2 separate regions of the Macaca mulatta genome follow, and region 1 is linked to region 2. Evidence: chromatin contacts called from public Hi-C data. All regions are on one chromosome and are shown on one strand. The core of a region is the stretch at or near the end of the contact, and the rest is flanking DNA. Distances in the headings are between cores, read along the strand shown.

What was found. Hi-C and Micro-C count contacts between places; a contact is called where the count stands out from the background.
Region 1: a contact with region 2 is called in a Hi-C map of fetal cortex germinal zone, with 2.7 times the contacts expected there. The contact joins two enhancer-like sites. A contact is called at or near these places in 2 of 14 Hi-C or Micro-C datasets (fetal cortex germinal zone and fetal cortical plate).

Annotation. Positions count from the first base shown.
Region 1 is chr2:135,079,934-135,084,653 of T2T-MMU8v2.0, reverse strand. No RefSeq gene overlaps it. Among named protein-coding and RNA genes, the nearest start is that of MIR1284, 43 kb to the right of the region's middle. Within about 2 kb of position 3,188, at least 24 of the 40 cell types and tissues checked have an H3K27ac peak or open chromatin away from gene starts, as enhancers often do. A contact at or near this core is called in fetal cortex germinal zone, where this site is marked.
Region 2 is chr2:133,603,182-133,607,850 of T2T-MMU8v2.0, reverse strand. All of the region lies in intron 4 of LOC144339535 (a long non-coding RNA gene), which reads right to left. Among named protein-coding and RNA genes, the nearest start is that of MITF, 200 kb to the right of the region's middle. Within about 2 kb of position 2,005, at least 1 of the 40 cell types and tissues checked has an H3K27ac peak or open chromatin away from gene starts, as enhancers often do. A contact at or near this core is called in fetal cortex germinal zone, where this site is marked.

The DNA of each region.
Region 1 (4,720 bases), core at 1,939-4,438, 1.5 Mb before region 2:
CTAACATATTCTGATACCTTTGGGAAAATTTTGGCTGCAGTTAACTATAATTTGCTAATTTTGCATTTACATTGGTTTTTTTTTTTCTCCTGTTAAAAATACAGCGAAATGGGGACAAGCACCTTTGCCTTGGTGTAATTAAAAATAAAATTATGTCAGGAACATCTGTTTTCAAAAGGGATTTCTATTTGTTTTATCACCAAAAGGTGGCGTCCTACCCCCATGCCCTTTATTTTAAAACCCTTCTTGCTTTAATTTAACAAAAAGAAACTTCCAGTTGATTACTGATAAAGAAATTAAAATCTGCTCCCCACGAATGTAACGTGACAGTGTTGAAAATGAACAATATGTTAAGCTGCAGTTAAGTTTCCCTCTAATGTAAACCAAATGGACATCGAGTTCTTTAATAAGGCAGCACATTAGACAGTATCATATACAAAATTGAGTACAATATATCATGGGATTTATAACCAGGATTTCCTTTTGTCTGCAAAACTTGTTGCCAACCTGACTGTGGCCCCTACTTGCAAGTGACTGTAGAATTTAAGACAGTTAAAATGCAGAATAAAATTAGCAGCAATCTAAAGATCTTTTTAATATGGCAATGATAATTTTTAATAAATACACTGCTTAATCTGAAAAACAAGATCAGGGGATGAATTGTTCTTTACAGACTATGAATAGATCTGTTACATTTAAATAAGTCATTATTCCCTGAGTTATAATTCTACAGTCAGGCATATACCATAAACATGTTATATTTGGCATAAAGTACTTTAGAAATTAAAAACCATTTTTAATATAGACTGGCTACCTTGTAGATTTCCATTTAATTCCATGTTAATTCAGCGTATGGAATTTCCAGTGATGTCAAAGAGTTGTTGGCAGTATTAACTGAGTTGACATAAAGCTTTTAGATCAGTGCCTAGGTCATAGTAAGTATTTAATAAATGTTAGATATTATTATTGACAGCTGTAGACTGTGAGCTCCTCAAGGGCAGGAATTTTATTTATTTTTTCATCCCTCTGTGCCCACTCTGTGGTCTAGAACACAGTAGGCATGCCATTAAGGCCTTTATGTCTTGACAAACAAGACATGGAACCCTAGCCTCTAGAAAGCTAGGACATTCCATACAAGCTAAAATGCATTTTGTCTAGATTCTAGTCTAAAAGATTCAGTGAACAGTCTTGACTGGATAGCATGGAACTTTATGCAGCATGCATGCAACGCGAATTCTACCAGGCTGGAATTACCTTAGCAGCATCTCTTTCTTTTATTCTGTAGCATCAGCGAATGGCTTTATTTTTTTTTTTAACTTGCGAAAGATACAATTTTAAACCGATAGTCTTATGCTACCCTTGAAATAGAGATTTACATTCTTCTGTAAATGAATGTTTAACAGTATTTGTAAAGGGGCATTACCCGAAAGAATTTGTAATAACCTTTTCAGGATATTATCTACAACTGTGCTGATCTCAAGACCAAAGGGACAGTAAGCCTCTCCCCTCCTCGCAAGGGGAAGTACTTTGTAGGAATCCACAAGGGTGACTTTTAATATATTCTCATAAAGAATTGGCCTGGTGTACACCATCCAGCCAGTAGCTGGAAATGCTGGTTTGGGAGTCTGGCCACTTCTGTGGTGATGGGTCTGAAATAATTTACTTCTGTTAACAACAACAACAACAACAACAAGACAGAGTTCTTACAGCTTTCCAAGTCACGTTTCAGAAACACATACTCTGCTTCCTTCTTTATGCGTATTGACAAAAGTGAAAGAAATACTAGTGTCTTTTGTTTTATGTATGTATATTTCAAAACATTTAATTCAGTCTCTTAGTTTATTCCTTAGAATTTCTAAATTCAACCAAACTTCAAAAACCGCAAAAAGAAAAAAAAAAATCTCACCTTTTCAAAGAATTGGACAAAGCTTTTTGCACGTGACTGATCACTGGGCGAGCAGGTAATTTGTGTTAAACAACGGACTGACATGCTAGCCCCCAGGCGTTTTCCTAAGAGGAACCGTGGCAAGAACACAGTTCCTGATGCAGCCACTTTCCCCCAAAGTGGACTCGACTGCACATTCCTGCAGTGGCTCTGACAAGGAAGGGGGCAGAAGCTCGTCCCTCATTCACACTCTCCTGATTCCGAGAAACGGGAGAAAACCCCTCGCTGGCTGGCGGGGTTTCTGTTTTCCTTGCAAACAGGGGTTTGTCCTTCTGCTGAACTTTCACCTCCCGAACTCGCCTTCTTTCATTGGACAAAGTGCAGAAAGAAAGAGGATAGACCGAGGGAGGACAGGAGAGGAGAAAGGGGGTTGAAAACACCACCTCCCACCTCTCTCTCCTTCAACTGTCACTGATGGCAAAACACTTTCACTTTTAACTGGAGGAAACTCACATCCTAGGCTATCCTCTCCCCTCCCTTTCATATTTTAAGCTAAGAATCCAAGCAAATAGCCATCGCATTCCCATCTTCGTCCGTAGTTAACACTCTCCCTTCTCGTTTTTTCCGCTGTCTGAATGGGCCCCCCCATTTCCCATCTCCTGAGGAATCTCCCCCTCCGCCCCCATGCCCCTTATTTTCCAGGTCTTTCCTGCCAGATCCCTCTGTTGCCAGGGACTGCTCTGGCGTTCCCTTCCTCTCTCTGGTCCGCGGGGCTCTGCCTCCCTCTCCTCTTCCCAATTCAGCCTGGACGCCCCTCACTTCCCCCTCCCTGGATCCCTCCCCCCAACCCCCGCCCCCCATTCTTTGGCAATTGCGATTTTTTTTTTTTTTTTTCTGGGAGCCCGGTTGTTTACCCAGCAGGTGGATGTGACGTCAGGGACGCACAACAGCAAAAAATAACAACATCTCCCTCCGCGACGTGTTGGCCTCTCTCGCGCGCCTTATTTATTTATTTGTTCCGGGATGTCGGGGGGGGAGGGGGGTGGGTGCCAGCGCCCCAGAGAACGGCAAAGAGGGAGGCGCTGGCGCTCGGGGGTCCGCTGGGGTGCCCGGCGGGTTGCGTGAGGCGGAGACGGGACCCCTGCGGGAGGCCGAGGATCGGGCCGGGGGGCGCCCCCGGGCCGCTGCTGCCCGCGCCTCTGCCGCCGCCGCCGCCGCCGCCACCGGCGCTGGCTGGGCTCCGGGAAGCTAGTCCGGAGCGGAGGAATCTATTGTTATTTATTGTGTGGCGGTTGCACGCTGTACTCGCGGCGGCCCGGCCCTCGCCCGGGAGTGCGTGTGTGCGCGCGTGTGTGCGCGAGTGAGTGTGTGCGCGGGGTGCGCGCGCGGGCGGGAGTGGGCGCGCGCGGGGAAAGGCCCGAAAACACCTTAGTTTGCACCGAGAGACCATTTGCAGCGGGTGAGTTTGTATTTTTCCATTTCTGCTCCACTTTTTCCCAAGCCGCCTCCTGTCTTGTTTCCGCCACTTTAAACAACAACAACAACCAGCACAAAAAAAAAAAAAGAAAGAAAGAAAGAAAAAGAAAAAAATGGAAAAAAAAAACAACTACTTTCCATCTCCAGGCTCCACGTGCATCTCCCCCAGCCCTCCCTTCTCTTCCTCTCCCCCCGGGTCGGGGCCCAGCTCTGGGATGGGTGGGGGCTGCGGGCCGGCGCGCGGGTGGAGGGAGCTCCGGCGGCGCCCGCACCCTTTGGGTTTATTTGCATAAGTCAAATGGGGGCGGGGGCGGTGGCGGTGGCGACTGCGAGGAGGCGAGATTGCCTCCCCGTAGGCCCCTTCACGCCTCTCTCTGCGCTCTCCACGATCGCCTTGGGGAGAGAAATCAATAAGCCCAGGCCGCCTGGCGCAACTTTAGATGCCCGGCGTTGGCGTTCGGTGGCCGCCTGGGCGCTGGGCCGGTGCGGGGTCCCGGGTCCTGGCCGCGGCGGGAGGGGGCGCGCGCCAGGCGCCTCCTAGGCCCAAAGTTTAGACTTGGAGCAAACTTTTCCCCTTCCGTCTCCGCGGGTGTGTGCCCCCTCGGTGCCCTTGAGCTGCCCCGCGGGCCTCAGCAGACTGACTGTGGCGCCTGGCCCTGGGCCCCGCACTGGGGAACTTCCCCGCTGCCACGCGCGCGTTACCCCGAGAGTCAGCGGCGAGGAAGCTCTCCCGCCACCCCCTCTGAGCCCGGAAAATTCAAACACGCACCTGCGCACCCCCAGCCAGACACGCACCCCTACGCGCGCTCGGCCCCCGCTTTCCCGAGACGAGTCCGCAACAGCAGTGGCCAGATCCACGGGCGGGTGCGGGAGCCGGATGCGCTGCGAGCAGTCGCCGCGCCCGGATCCCTCTCCCTCCATCACACACATTTTCTGATTTTACCCCCCTCTGAAGCTTGGGGAACGGGGAAATTTCCCAAGCTCCGATTTGTCCTGCGACGCGCGCGTGTCGCCTTGTTCCTCTGGCCCTGTCCTGGCGGCCGATGGCTCTCCGTCCCTGGCTTGCGCGCAGCGTTCCTCCCGAGCTCCCTGCGCTCTATTCCTGTCCCGCCGAGACGACTCCCTGGAGCCAGCGAGCCGAGGCGGCGTGCGCTTCGAGTGGGGACCACGGCGGTGGCGGCGGCGCCGGGAGCCGAGGAGTTTGCCAGTTGCCGCGGGGTCGCGGTCATTTGCTGCCTCCGCCTCCCCTCGCCCCCGCCTCCCGCCTCCCTCCTTTTCAGACAACGTCGCGCTCGGAAACTTAGATTCCTTCTCCTTTTTGGCCCTCGACGAGCCCCCCTCCCCACCTGTTGTGAGCTC
Region 2 (4,669 bases), core at 756-3,255:
TAGAAAGGGATTTAACACACAGAAATAAGAGCTTTCAAAACTGTAGGAAGGGCCAAAGAAGCAGGTAAATCGAGGTAACCACAATGAAAAATTGGCAGGCTAGGGGAGTCTCCACATCTGCTTTCTCAAGAATGTGAGGAATCTGAAGGCTGCCCATAGAACAGCTAATTTCAAAGACACAGTGATATAAGCATGATCTGGAATCAAGGCCGCCACATTGCCACTCCACACCCAGGGACTTAGTGAACCACACTTAGAACATTACCTTTCAAACAGCACCTGCATGCACCTATGTGAACCTAATTTTTTTTCAGAACCCTAGCTGCAAGAGAGTCTGAGAATTACAGATTTTAGCTATCTAACTGGTGACATTGGAAAAAAAACAAAATGTGTGCTAAGTGACAATTTAGCACATCTACCATAATGGGCATCCTAAGAGTAACTGTCCAACGGGCATGAGAATCTCCTGTGTCAAGTTCAGTTCCAACCAGAAGTTCCTGCTAATAAAGGGAACACCACTCCTCCCCACCCCCACCTTCTAAATCTTTCCCCCACACACATATGATGGGATAGGTGATAGAAATGAGAAGTTTATCATTGAGGGCTAGAGGATAAGTGTGTGAAATGCACGGAAGTATTGTAGCAGGGATAAACTGGGTCAAGGAATGCCAAGAGTGGTAGCAGCCAGTAGGAGAAGAAGGAATGAAATCAGGAGCCCTATAGGACAGTAGAAGACTGGCAGTTGCTAAGGAGTGAATGCAAAGGGAAAGCTGAGAATGTCTTCCACGGGTCATTTGTCTCTAGGGAACCAATGTCTTGTGACCAGCATATCTATTACTAATGGAGGAAAAATGTGGCATCATTCCCTGAGGTCGGAGATGTGTGCAATTAACTAATACTAAGCATGTTACGAATACACAGTGCTCTACAGACTGTAATTCATAATCATTTCAAGGGAAAACAAAATTTATGAGTCAATAGAAATTGAGTTATTTCCTTTTAAAAATGTTTTATATTCTGATAAACATATATGTTACATATATATAATTATGAATTATCATAATGAAACAGACACTCAAAAATCTATCACCTAACTTAGTAACTATTAATATACAGCTGAAACTGCCTGTGTATGTTCCCCTGATACCTCTGACTCTTTCCTCCTCTTTATTCCTAAGGAAACATTATCCCAAAGTTTATGATTTTTATTTCTTTGCTTCAAAAAAATGTAGTGTTATCACATATGTATGCAATCATCTAAAATAATTTCAAATTTGCACATCTCAATTTATTTTTATAATAGAAATTAATAGTCTTGTTAACAAATATCTTTCAAACCTATTTGTTGGAATTAGAAAATGAATAGAAATCTTGGGCACTTCCAAGAAGAATAGAAAAAAGAAAAGCAGATATCTTCCATGAAAGCTTAATTCACCTTATAATTTGAGCAAGTTTTCATTTAAAAAAATAGTTTAATCATAAAATCCTCTTAGACATGCTAGCCTACTAAAACAGTGGCTAATTTTAACTGTTTTTCACAATGGTGAGCCAGTTGCAGAGTTAATGAAATTAAGCTTCCTTCATTTCTCTCAAATTCCCCCCACAAAGAAGAGCTGTAATGTACAAAATGCAGCATAAATACATGGCTGATTTTCAGGACTCGAGCCACCACTGATTTGTCACACTGCCTCTTAACAACATATTTGTATTTTGTAAAACGTATAATTTTTTTCAGCCCCTGAACAAATATATTTACATAACTGTGTCTAACGAGAAATTACATTTAACTTCTCAGAAATGACAATAACTAAAACCTGAACTGCCAATTCCACTTCATTAGTGTGGTAGAAACGCATTCCAAATGTTAATAAAAATTCCAACATGCTGATAAATTAGAGCTTCTAAGGAGCATGTGACACCTTGGTTAATATATTCAACCTCAATTATATTTCTCTTCAGCACCCTGTTATCTGGAACCTTTGCTGGCAATCAGAGGTGCTGTTTTTCAGCGGCCAATTTTCTAGATAATGTAGCTTATCAACACTGTGGGTAAACTTGCCAATGGAATCAGGCTGCACTGAACCACACACACGCTAATTGCATCCCTTTTTTATGCATATTTACAGACTGTCACTTCAAAGAAATCAGTGGCCCATTGAGGCACCCAGTTAGCTGGAAGAATTGCCTCTTGCAAATGAAAATTAGCAAACAAGCTAGTGATAAATATGAAATGAACAAAGTGTAAAAATACTGTTTTGTTCCAAAACTTCCTTGTCATCCCAATTTATGCTCCCAAATAGAAGGAGTTTTGAACATAGGATTTACCTTTTGTTTCAAATAAAGACAGAAAGAATTCTTCCTTAAACCCACTAACTAGGTAAAAGCCTATTAGCTTTTCCTTCTTCTCCCACGCCACCCCCACCCTAAATTTCTATTCACATAAACAGGTTATTAAATCCCGTATTAGATTTGCTTTGGAGTTTGAATAGACAAATGACATGTTAACACTTCAGAAACAATTAACCCTGGGAACTTAATTAAGTTCTTCTGACTTTAAGGAAGCACATTTCAAAATAATGTTTCTAAACTCTCCGAATTTGCTCAAGAATAGCAATGCTTTCCTTCTCTTAAGTATTCATAAGTTCTACTTAACAGCAGAAAGCTTTGCCTGGCTATATATGGATAAGGTTATGGTGTTATGAGCCTACTGTAATAGGACTACCTCAGAGTGAATATTTAAAAAAAAAAAAAAGGGTACCGAAAAATAACAATTATAGAAAACATTTTCCAAAAGCCCAAAACTCTAGGCATGTATGAAAGAGAAGATGATTTTATAGCTACATCCAAGAGCTCGACATAACCCACTATACTGAGCTGTGAGCTATGTGTTTGTCTGAAATCCTTTTCCTTGCTTTTCAGAATAACATTTGGAAATCTTTTATCACTACAACAATGTTTTAATGCTCTAGTAGGTTTTGAAAGGCATGTCATTTTAATATAAGCAGGTCATTTTAATATAATAGAAAATAAACCACAAACCAATTAAACTATAATTTCTTTTAAAGGTCTTGTGCCAAGCTGAACAATTTAGAGTGGCAAAACTCAACAAATAAATGGCACTTAAAGTCTTAGCTTACAGTTAAGGTCCAGTGAAACTTTATTTGGTTTGGAGTACGAAGCATCAGTCCTGCTATGTGTCACAATTTTCAACAGACTCCTAAATTCCCCATCACGAACATTAGATATACAATGTCATTTGAGAGATTTTGTTTTATTTTGTTTTGTTTTAACAGAGCATGAGTAACAACATAAATATTGATATAAAGACTGGGAAAACATTGCTATTTTAAGAAACAGACTACACCTACATGCCGACTGCTCAGTTGTTGTATGAGAAAAGCAGGATTCTTTAGTAAATTAGTGCTCATCTGTGTACACTAATTTAGATAATTGTTTTACATCACTTTCCAAATTGCAACGTAATTCCATGTTTACATGTTTGCTTCCTTGCCCAGACTGGAAACTCCTTGAAGACAGGAATCAAATTTTCTGGAAAGGTGAATAGGGCATAGATCTCAAGAACTCACTGAGGAGTTCCTGGTGTGGAGAGGTGAAAAGATGCTCAAACAGCTATCATGTACCAGGAGAGGAAAAAAGAGCTATGGGGTACAAAGAAGGGACCAGTTTATTACACCCAGGGGTACTGGGAGATGAATCACACCATAGATGACACTGGAACTAGACCTTAAAATATAAGTAAGATTTCACCCCGACAGGGAAAGGCATTTCAGGCTGATCAGACCACACAAGCAAAACAGAAGGCATGAGAATAAAAAGACCATTCCTGGAAGACAGATGTTCAATGATGCTAAAGCCTACGCTGGGATTGGAGGTGGGGGACATGCACACTATGTACAAACAGAGAGGAGGCTATCTAAATTCTACATGTGATTATGTCACCTTTACCTTTTATACACGGGGACTTAGTGTGAGCACTTCCAGAATCTAAAAGCATTCATGAAGACTGATTTTTAAATGTCCTGATTAAGGACAAATTTATAACAATTTTAATTTTTGAATTAGTGCTATCAAATGATATAAATTTGTGATTTACCACTATCAAATTATATAAATACATATTCACACTTACATAGGGTTTGTCTATAATACAGTACAACTGATTTCAAAAGACACACACAAAAATCTATCACATTACTCTATATGGGTGCATTGAGAAATATGTCTCAATCGCTCAATCAAAGTAAATATTAATAAATTTCCCTGTCTCCTGAAGGGGCTCATTGAAATTTGGCTCAAGCTTTAATCATAAAAATGTTCAAAGGAAAAGACGACGCAATTGTAAACAATGTGGCTTTAGTATCTTATCTAAAGATTTATTTATTGAAAATGGTTTTTATATTTAACATTCAAAAACAACAGCTTTTGTGAACAGGCAAAACAAAACGTAAGAATTACGTAATACCAAAGCTAGTCACTGTTTTTGGAGAAAATTATTTCAATTGATGAATATCATCATTCACTATTTTTTAGCTGTTGTATAATACAGACATTGTTTCTACAAAATAAAAAGAAAAATAATAATAGTAATAGGAATAATAATAATATGGTAGTAGCTAATGATTTTAGCATGATCACTACCTGCCAGGAA